Regions from separate parts of the Mus musculus genome. Here region 1 is linked to region 2. The links are chromatin contacts, called in public Hi-C maps. All regions are on one chromosome and are shown on one strand. Each heading gives the region's core, a stretch centred on a gene start, on an enhancer-like site or on the middle of the called end of the contact. The rest is flanking DNA. Distances are from core to core; before and after follow the strand shown.

The links. A called contact is a pair of places that touch in the nucleus more often than the background predicts.
Region 1: a contact with region 2 is called in a Hi-C map of liver, with 3 times the contacts expected there. The contact joins two enhancer-like sites. A contact is called at or near these places in 2 of 484 Hi-C or Micro-C datasets (cerebral cortex and liver).

The regions. Positions count from the first base shown.
Region 1 is chr3:42,896,605-42,902,635 of GRCm38.p6, reverse strand. No RefSeq gene overlaps it. Among named protein-coding and RNA genes, the nearest start is that of D3Ertd751e, 1.2 Mb to the right of the region's middle. Within about 2 kb of position 3,510, at least 7 of the 459 cell types and tissues checked have an H3K27ac peak or open chromatin away from gene starts, as enhancers often do. A contact at or near this core is called in liver, where this site is marked.
Region 2 is chr3:42,405,457-42,411,051 of GRCm38.p6, reverse strand. No RefSeq gene overlaps it. Among named protein-coding and RNA genes, the nearest start is that of D3Ertd751e, 670 kb to the right of the region's middle. Within about 2 kb of position 1,696, at least 8 of the 459 cell types and tissues checked have an H3K27ac peak or open chromatin away from gene starts, as enhancers often do. A contact at or near this core is called in liver, where this site is marked.

The DNA of each region.
Region 1 (6,031 bases), core at 2,261-4,760, 490 kb before region 2:
AATTTATTTACTTAGGTAATAAATTTCTACCACCGTACATTTCTATTTAGCCTCCTTTCCTAAGATGCTACCCAATACCACTTCTGTATCCCTTTAACATGTCCCAAACACACTTACAGCAATAATGCTACGTCAATCTTGTCACATTGTACAAGGGATATTTATTAACTTCCAATCTGATCCTCATTACCAACTTACTGCCAAATAATCTATTTAAGATACACTTGTAGTATTAATCACCCCAGTAAACACTTGCAGCTGTTAGTTTATTATCGAAGTGCTAAAAACAAACACCTGGATGGCCCTGGCATGTGATCTCAGCATTTTGGAGGTAAAGGCAGGAGAATTTGAAATTCAAGACCATGCTTGGGTACACAGAATGTCTCACAAAATAAATAAACAAAGCCTGATAGCTCACCTGTGTTGCCCACACTATTCTGAGATTTGGGAATATGAGCAAATGAATAGACATTCCCTGTCCTTAGTGTGTCTACACGCTGTCTTGTTTTCTACTGTGAGTGGGTCAAGGTAGATCCCCTTCCTCTAGCATAGAAGTCCCTTCCATATCTGTCTTTATCTTTCTTTAAGAACATATTTAGATACTCTGTAATTAAACCAACACTATTTTGTTGGCACTTCCAAAAACACTTTGATCATTTAGTTCTTCATAAAATCTTTCTTATATTCTAAATGCCCTCACTCTAGTTTTGGCACACATTCTATTCTGTCTTCCTGCAGACTGATTACTCCGTGAAGGTTTCCCCAAATTCGTCCTTCCCTAAAACTGACTTTCTAGACACAGTCTCTATTACATTTAGTTTTTTCATTGTGTCTGGAAAAATATATCTTTGTCATATCTCTCATTGCTGTTATGGTTAGATTTAGCTTTATTATGGATCGATAATCTTTCATATATATACCAAATCTAATATACAAAGTATAAACTTATTGGAAAATATTGTTTAACTGAACTTTTGTTCCAACATTTAATCCCATCTCATTTAATTATTTTCATTTCATCATATACTAATGAAGTGCCACCAATATCTCAGAAGTATGTCATTGTTCAGGACAGTAAAATTGTGATAACTTAGATAATCATTTCTTACTAAAACTTTCTATTCTGATTATAGAGAGCAAAAAAGCTGAAAGCATTAAGGATTTCCTAAAAATATTAAAACTTCTTACCCATTATTACTAAATGGAAAGTTATTTTTGTAATAACTTTCAAATGTGTTTTAAATGTTATTTTTCAATCTGTCATCATGGGGAGAAATTATAAAACTTTAATTAATGAGATACACATCTATAATACCTACATAAAAATCAAAGGAGTTAGTCACAATTATTGTTAGGCCTTATTATTCAAAACTTATCCATGCATAAAACCATAGAAACATTATTACTTTTCTCAACATAACTTTTAGTTTCGAAAGTTGATAACTGTTCAGTTTTTAGTCTTTCAGGGAACAAAAGACTGCAGGGCAGGTGCTGACTCTTAAGACCATTCTGATGCATTCTCTCTATTCCTCAACAGAGATGCCAAGATTTCTTCACATCAGCATTACACTGGCCAATTGTTAGTTTTGATTTTCGCCTCTAGTATAAAGACCCCAATATTACACTGAGGGTGATGACAATCAAATTTCTTGTCCTGCAGGAATATATGTATATGTGTGTGTGCATATACATATATGGATATTATACATATGCATATGTATATACATATAAACATACATGTACACTTTAGAGGCTATTCCTTCTCCAGCATTCCTACAATATAGGAAACTTTACTTCGTGTTGTTCATTCTATCACTTTGTCCTCTATGAGTCCTCTAAGGGCACCCTATGTACCTTTCACTACCACTGGACTACTGACATTTATTTTCTTCAAGGATTACACAGATCCCTCCAGGGCCCTATTATTTATGCCTGAGAAGGGATGATTGCTACTTGTAGACAATGTTATTGCTAACTAGAGAGTTAAACATCTCTGTTTTCTCTAGCTTCAGCTTTATTTTACATTTTTGTGACAGTCAAATTAGATTTCAGTCCTAGTGGCAGAGATCCCACTGGGAACAGTGTAGGGTCTAGAAGATTTTAAATGTCAACAGAAAGGGAAGTTCCTCAGAATACTCTCAGACATGTTTCTTTAAGCGTTGAATTTGGACAGAGGGTAAAGCCAATGTCAAGTGTCTACATTTTCACAGACTTTATTGGAAACTGGGGAAGGACTGGAGAATGTAGAAAGACAAGAGACGGAAGGGCAAGGAGTACTTGAAGCACTTTGGCTCTGCTTTTGGAAGTATGAGAGTGTGGCTCTGTGCACTCCAAGGAACCCTGAACAGTGCATCAATGCCAGATTAAGCAAAGGTACATTTTATATATTATCTTTGTTCAGCTCTCTAGAAAAGGTGCTAAAACAGAATTATTCTTAAAAACTCAGGAATGTGTAAATACCTAAACATCTACAGTGGCTTGCACAGGGAGACACTATGCACTAATATTTGTCTTGCCTTTTAAACAACAACAACACTCCTGAAGAAAGCCAATTAAAATTGCATTTACTGGAAAACTGAGGGCTTTATAAAACACAAGGAAGAACTTATTATGTGGCTACTTCTTTCAAATGGAAGCCATCCCTCCTAAAGGGAGGCTGGTAAGAATACAGAAGTTAATGAAATTTACATGGGTCTGGAAGCATCAAGAATTAACAAGATTTTAAAGTTCTTCTCTGAAGCTAACAGCAATGTTTGATGGGGAGAGGAGATTGTCTTTCTATCTTGAACTGCTTCTGCTACATTTTCCTACCTTACTTCTCATTTAGGTTCATGTCACTGTTCCAGGTTTTCTTAGTCTTCAGTGCATATACATATAAGGTTTGATTCAATTGGCCTGTAATTTCTTGAAGGTTATTTTTTTTAATCATCTCTTCATTTTATTGAAAAGGAATATTTTCTCTACAACAGAGACTTTTTGCATACTTAGGTATGGCGATTTGAAGAGGTTTGAAGAAGTATGACCTCCCATAGACTCCTGTGTTTGAATGCTTGCCTTATAGAGGAGTGGCAATATAAGGACATGTGGCCTAGTGGTAGATGTGTCTCAGTGGAGGCAGGGCTTTGAGATCTTAAGTGTTCAAGCAACTATGTCTAGAGTGAAAGGCATCCAGTATTATCCTTGCTGCCTTCAGATCACAGTATAGAAACCTCGGCTCCTCCAGCAACATATCTGCCTGCATACTGTGATTCTTTCTGCCACAATGATAATGGGTTAACCTCTGAAATTGTAAGACAGCACCAATTAAATGTTTGACTTTATAAGAATTTTCTTCATCATGGTGTCTTTTCACAACAATGGAAACCCTGACCAAGACAACAGATATCTGTAGTTGCCTTCTTCTGTTAATATTTAACAGACAATTTTATTTGCCCTTGTTAGCAGCCGAATAATCCATTTCACGCCACAAGTAAGTCTTCCTTGGATTGGATAATGGCTTTAATAAGGCTCTGTAAATAGCTGGTGAATGATTAGACAACAGTTAATGATTTAGTAAGTGTCCTTAGAAGTTGAGAGGCAGGACATTGAGAATGAAATGTTTACAGAGAGTATTGTGAATTTGAGATCACTGGTAATATGTTCTCTCTCTCTCTCTCTCTCTCTCTCTCTCTCTCTCTCTCTCTCTCCTCTTTAGAGGGTTTAGAGTGTGGAAACTTGAAGAAAAGTATAAAGAGACAACTCAAGCAGTTGAAGTAACTGATAGAATTTTGGGAAGAGAGGTCTGTTTGATTATTTGTGTTTCCGTAAACATTTGTGTGCCCATGTGTAGGAGTCAATAATTATGACTGTACGGAAGGCAGACTACCTTATTGTTCCCTGTAGTACACATTGTTAGAACCAATGCTGTCTAGCAACAATGTATTGTAGAGTTTTTGTTTTTGAGTAACCCAAAATTGTCTGGTGGGTCTCAAAGTTGGAGCAGTGTAAAAATAGAGGCTGCCTTGGGTAGGCAGTCACATCTAGCTATTGGTTAATATGGTCATTAAAATCTATGGACCAAGACATAAGATTTAGTGTCATTTTGCCTTATATCATTACAAGGAAGCAGAATGTGCTTGGTTGTGACAGCCAAACTCTCAAATGGGAGTCTGCATTGAATAGTGGTCCTTTGACGAAGATTTGAATGTCATAAGAAAGGAAAAGACTTTGAATTAGAACATCACTGCTATGAAGCCAAGAACTGCACTCTCTAAGATATGATGTTTTCAGAAGCATTTTCTGATCTAACTTAAGAGTATCCAAAAAGCTCCCAGGCAATCAGAGACTTAAAATCTGTCCTCAATCACACTTTGAAAGACTCAGACCTCCTTGAGATTTTGAATAGCTCCCTCAAAGAGCAGCTGTGCTTTGGTTGATTCTGTGATTTCCCCATCTGCTAAAATACAATTGTGTGGTTAGGGCCTGAGACAGTTTTGGAACCAGTGGCTAGGATCATGTGCTGTACTGAGGAAAATGTGACAGAGGGCAAAGAAAGAGACCAAGCCCTGGGGAATATGCTGTTTGACAAAGGGGCTAGGTTCTAGTTGACTAATGAAAGACTTCCAGGTTTGGGTTGGAGAGATAGCCCAGAGGTCAAAAGTAGTAACTACTATTGCAGAGCACCCAGGTTCATTTCCAAGCACCCACACATGGGCTCAAAACCACCTTTAACTCCAGCTCCAAGGGTATCCAGTGCCTCATTCTGGACTCTATACATGGCATACAGACACACATGGCACACAGGGGAAAACAGACATAAAATAAAAACAAAATCTAAATCTAACAAAAGAGGAACAAACTATATGGTGATGATTATGAGAGGGAGTTTGGGAGGCTTTGCTTTATGTTCTGACAGAAAAATATTTTTTTTGGTTATGAACTGAAAATTAGCATAACTTAACCTATTTACTTTCTTCTAACTTAACAACTGAGAAGAATCACACAGCTTCATAGTTTTTGTTTGTTTAGTTGAGTTTTGGTTTTGTTGTTCTGTTTTGTTGTTTAAATTTTGATCTCATTATTTATTTTTCTGAAACACTAGAAAATGGAGACAAGAAAAAACATATTCCTTTTGTTGACACTGGAGATCCTCCTTGGATTGACCTCCCTTGGTTTTGCCTGACAGTTTCTTTATAACTGCATGTGTGTGAGTGTGCTGGTCTTGACATCTGACCTGTTCCAGGGTCTCCAGTGAAAGCACTCTTAGGGAGTCTGAAAGCATAGGAGGTAGGAAGAAGCTAGGACTAGTTTGATTGTCTCTAGCTGCATATGTATCAAAAGATGGCCTAGTTGGCCATCACTGGAAAGAGAGGCCCATTGGACTTGCAAACTTTATATGCCCCAGTACACGGGAACGCCAAGGCCAAAATGGGGGAGTGGGTGGGTAGAGGAGTGGGGGGTGGGTATGGGGGACTTTTGGGATAGCATTGGGAAATGTAAATTAGGAAAATACCTAATTAAAAAAAGAAAAAAAAATTATAAAGACCAAAAAAAAAAAAAAAAAAAGAAGTGTCCTTGCTAGCACCTCAAAATTCATAGACAATCCTCTAATTAAAAGTATTTGTATTCGAAACATCTACAGCACTTTTTATTTTTGCACTTGATAATGAATCACAGCAGATTAGATATTTAGGAAAAGCAGAAAAGTGATTACTTATGAAGTTAAATATTTTTCAAGACATTTAAATCTATTAATGAATCTTGATATCTTATGAGGTATTCAAAGCATTGCAAATTATTAGCAGAAATAAGTTTTTCAACTTTTCTGTGTTCCTCTTTCTTCAAAAAGTTTTAAGAGGCTATGTAAACAAATTTTATGAATCAAAAAACATGAAATGATAAAAATCTCACTAAGCCTTAATTTTTGCTATATAGAAGTATGAACATTATAAACCAGCAATGGAAAAAATGATACAGTGATGTAGTCAACTTAGACATATGATTATTTTAAAGATGTCCCGTTGTTAGTATATTGTTTTCAAGTAGTGAATAA
Region 2 (5,595 bases), core at 447-2,946:
ATGTGATTGAGAGTGGCTGAGAGGGAAGATGCAAAGAGCTTTCTAACACCTAGAGAAGTGAACCAATGAAGGTAGCATAGCCTGTAGTGAAAGTGAAGACAGCAGTGTGAGCACCGGGAGTCTGGAATCCTTGAGGACCATTTAAAGTCCAGTATACAAACTGAACAAGGACTTCAGAGACACAGAGAAATGTGAGCAACTAATATATAAATTCTAGAGATGAGAACATGGAGGTGGTGAAACCCACAGGTCTCTTTGTAATGGACAGAAAGAAAAAATACCATCCCATAAGAAACCAAGAACAATGGAGAAAGAAGCTTGAAAAGAGGACAGTCAAGTGTCTCACAGGGTGCAGATGTGTTGAATGAAATGAATCAGGAAGAAACCAATGGTTTTGACAACTGGAAACTTTTTTGTGACTTAATTAAACAAATTCAAGGACAGTATATCAAGCTAAAGATAATGGAATGGCAGGCACTGTTACAGGTCATGGAATAGAGGAAGATGTGATAGGCTGGTTCTAGGAGCTACACCATCCCTGTGATAGCTTCATGGGATAAGGGATGAAGTTCCTTAGGGACTGCCCAGGGCTCTAAGGGAAGCCAAGGTTGACACAAAAGGCTCGCAATTCAAGCAATTCAAGCTAGCTATAAACGACTTAAGCTATCAAGCAATTTTCAGTATCACAGACTCTTGGTGTCCTTACTAAAACAATGATAAAATTACCAGCACCAGACAACTTTATTAGTAAAACCATGCTATATTAATAAAAGTTGAAAATACCAGATTGTATTAGAATCTGCAACTCTAAAGAATCTTGAGAATTTAAATATATTATAAGTTCACTAAATAAGTGATAAAGGGCCTTACTTTAAGTATATTTCAAAATTATATAACTCCTCTTTATTTGTCTCCAGATAATATTATTTATTTATAACCTGTCAGGGTCTATAACCAAAGTTAAAAAGAATATGATGCTGAAAGTTTTTTAAAAAATCAATACCATTTCCCTAGTGATGGGAAAAACTGAAAAAAGAAAGCAAATCATGGATTTCTTAATCCTTTGCATTTGATTGATTTTAGAACATGTTAAATTGAATATTAACTTCAAGGAAACAACGGTTTTAAATTTTGCCTCAAAAAGCAAACATTTGGATCAATATTTAAGTATGAAAATATTAGATATCTTACAAAGTTTATTCTCTTAATAATCTCTGTGTGAAAGATTAGTTTTCATGAGAACAATGGAACTGTAAATAAGCTATATAATTTACTTCTGAGACACTAAAAGACTAACGGTCTTTATAAAATATATCTGCAACTGTATTCTCCATAGCCATCTTTGTATACCACTCCTAAGAGGTTGAAAATTATGAAGAAACAATGTAAAGAGAGAAACTGTCACATCCTGAGCCCATTTAAAAAGACTTTTTGTTCATCTCTCACTTGCTTATTAGTATGTAAACAGTCATCTTAATATTTATTTGTATAGAGATTTTTATCAGATGGCATTGCTCCAAGTTAAAAAAAAACTGTAGCAAAGTCCAGTTCACTAGTAAATGTGATGCTTAAAGCTAAAAGATAACATTGAACAAAAGTGGTAATTGCCATCTGTCTCATAAAAACACAGAAGCCTACGCAATGCCAACCAATATGTTCTGTCAAAGCAGTGACTTAAAATATGTTCTGCTAGCACTAAAATGGCAATAAGCAATTTGAAAGGAAACTTATACTTGACCAAATTGTCCCCTACAGCTCATAAACACCTCTGTTTGTGCCCTTGGAGTTTATCAGGGCTGTGAGAGACATTTATTGACTTTTACTTGATCTCCTATTGCCAAAACACACCAAGGTTAACACAGTTACCCAACACCTTTGATGCAGCCAGGAAAATGTTTGACTGAAAAATGTGTGCAATTTAACCAACCATGGAGCAAGTGCCTTCAGGAAGTTCACTACCACAATCATTTCAAAATGTCAGTTAACCCAGTGCTGTGACAGCACAGTCTGCGAACACACCTCAGGCCTCTCTGCTAAAAAGAGGAGGGTCAGCTTTAAATGGATCCTTGTTTTCCCTCCTGAGCTATCTGGAATGTGGGGCTAATATTTGCTCTAGAAAAATTTTGGAATAATATATACTGCAAAGCAAACACATGCATCTGACTCTTTATATAAGATGCTAAAGTAAGAGGTAAAATTTCCAAATGCTCACATAAGATTTGACATATCACTCCCTATCAAACCAAAAAAAGATTGTACATTAAGCTCACTTAAAATGTAATTCCAAGTATACTCTAAACAACTGGCTAATGCAAAGATTAGCTGACAATAGTTGTTGTCTACCAATCTTCCGTATGTGACTCAGTCACTGTAACATAAACAAACCACCTTTTCTATTGCCAGTTAAGAAGTCACAAAATTTGTAGGAAAATTAATTAATAACTTCAGAGACAGAGAAGTTAGAGGCAGAGGGGAAAGAAAAAAAAACCAGTCACAATCTGAGAAGGTTTTTGTCATTAATTTAAGCCCCTTTTGACTAATCCCTCTAGTTTATGCTTGTGGGCCTAGTCAGGATTCAGCAATGTTCTCATACAACAAAATGTGATATAGCTTTGTTGCGTAGGCAAACCACTAATGAACAATCCAACTTTCCACCAATTAATGTTCTTTCAAATATTATTCTGTGTCTGCCCCAAAGAGGTAGCATGATACACTGTTTCCACACTGCATTATCTGAGGAGATAGTGTTGTAGTCACTGACAGTGTACTCACAGCCTGAGTCTTGCTTAAGGAACTGGAAGCTTCCTGTAAGTTATGAATTCCTGGGGCTGATGGTGAAGTTGCGCATGCATTGTCACCCACTCCTCTTCGCACCCTCGATTGACTTTGCAAAGGAGACCAATTTCTAAAATAAATATTACCTTTGTATAATGCATAACCTAATCCACTACACACTAATTCCGACAAATATTGATAGAGATCCCCTCACAAGTTAGAGATGAACGACACAACCACTAAGCCGTTTTCTATATTTGCCATTGCACTAAATGCAAAAGGCATTTATCCCTAATGGGTTATGTGAGAACCCTGAGGTTCCCTCACCAGAGTCTTTTGAGTAAACTGGGTCAGATTTACCGCAAGAAAATATACCGTATTTTGTTACAATATCAGAAGGTAGCTGGCACAAGAGAGGTATTAATTAGAGCGTTTGCGTAAATAATGAGCAATGAGCAAATTAAATATTTGTCTCTGTGTCTCAGAGTACTGTGCAAGTGACACGTGTTAAAGACCTCAGAGCTGGAGAGATGGCTCAGAAGTGCAGACGCTGCTTGCTGTTCTTCTGATGAAATAGTTTTAAATCCCAGCGTTGACATGAGGTTATTGACGAGAGCTTGTAGTTCCAGCTCCAGAGCATCTTGTAGCCTTTCTGAGAATCCATACACACCTTCAATCACATCCATAAACCCTCACACACATCCACATGACTGAAAATAAAAATAAGGTCTCAAAAACAAACTCAAAGCCACCGTTAAAATACTTTTAAGTCACTTCCTAGTAGTGAGGCACATCATCAGAAATAAAACCAACAAAAGCAGTTTGAAAATATATTTCTGTATCTAAATACCAATATATCAATCATTTTTATTTATACAGGGCTGATGTCTTCAATAATTACATTTGTGGTCCCAGAACAAGTATTTTAGAAATAATATATTAAAGGAGTGTAGGAAGCCGCCCTCACATTCGCCGTTACAAGATGGCGCTGACATCCTGTGTTCTAAGTGGTAAACAAATAATCTGCACATGTGCCAAGGGTAGTTTTCCACCCCATGTGCTCTGCCTTCCCCGTGACGACAACTCGGCCGATGGGCTGCAGCCAATCAGGGAGTAATACGTCCTAGGCGGAGAATAATTCTCCTTAAAGGGGACGGGGTTTCGCCATTCTCTCTCTTGCTCTGGCTCTTGCTCTCTTGCGCTCTTGCACTCTGGCTCCTAAAGATGTAAGCAATAAAGCGCTTGCTCTTTTGCTCTCTTGCTCTGGCTCTTGCTTCTTGCTCCTGAAGATGTAAGCAATAAAGCTCTTGCGCTCTTGCGCTCTTGCGCTCTGGCTCCTAAAGATGTAAGCAATAGAGCTCTTGCGCTCTTGCACTCTTGCTCCTGAAGATGTAAGCAATAAAGTTTTGCCGCAGAAGATTCTGGTTTGCTGTGTCTTTCCTGGCCGGTCGAGAACGCGTGTAAGAAAGGAGAATGATTTCAAATTGAGACAAACTATGGTGTGAACATACTTGAACATATCTTTCTTTAAAGAAGTCCTTTTTTCAACTAGATTATTTTAAAAAGCTAACAATATACTTTTTTTACACAAAAGTATATCCTGAATTTTATCCAGGAGTGATTTCAGAGTTTTCCATGTGGCATATCTGCAAAAATGTAGATGAGTCCAAGGTTAAGATTTAGGATAAATTGGATCATGATTCTTGTATCCCCTTTGCCTTTAAGATCAATAGATGAAAAAAAAAAAAAAGTAAAACAGAAATCTGCCAGAAATCGTTCTAAATAACTAAACAGGCTAGGTTGACAAGTGTTAGAAAGAAAGCAAAGTAGGATTGTAACTTTCATATGTGGCTTGAAATTACATTATATAACTTTAACCTCTTCCTCAGAGACTATGACGAACCAGACACTTAGTAATGGTCTAAGAATTTCTGCTGATGCCACCCAATTATGCCACATTACAGAAATAATTGGACAACATAAAAATTAGCCAAAGTAATATCTCCTAAATACCATGGCAAGCCTGTGCTGCAGACACAGGCCACTGTGGAGGCTCACCAAAAGTGGTCATCTTCCAAGGTCTGACGAGCAGAGACCATCCTAGTCTAACACAGGGAATGTGAGCTGAGGAAACACTAGGCTATAATTTTGCTGCATAAACTGATCTCCCCTTCAGCTCACTTTTCTCTCTTGCTGTTATATTCCGAGGCTTTAGGAAACTATACTGAAAGTGCTCAACTTTGAAATAATTATTCTTAAACAGAATAGAAAAATGATTTATTCAATTTTGCACAATAATGCCAAAAATTAAACACGAGCTTTGTGAGACAAAAGGGAGGACCATCTAGAGACTGCCCTACCTGGAAATCCATCTCATAAACAACCACCAAACCCAGACACTATTGCATATGGCAGCAAGATTTTGCCGACATGACCTTGATATAGCTATGTCTTGAGAGACATATACAGAAGTGGATGCTCACAGTCATCTATTGGATGGAACACAGGGCCCCCAATGTAGGAGCTAGAGAAAGTACCCAAGGAGCTAAAGGGGTCTGTAACCCTATAGGAGGAACAAAAATATGAACTAACCAGTAACCCCCAGAGCTTATGACTCTAGCTACATATGTAGCAGAGGATGGCCTAGTTGGCCATCAATGGGAGGTGAGGCCTGTGGTCTTACGAAGATTATATGCCCCAGTACAGGGGAATGCCAGGGCCAGGAAGTGGGAGTGGGTGGGTTGGGGAGACAGGAGGAAGGAGGGTCTAGGGGACTTTCTGGATAGCATTTGAAATGTAAATTAAGAAAATATCTAATAA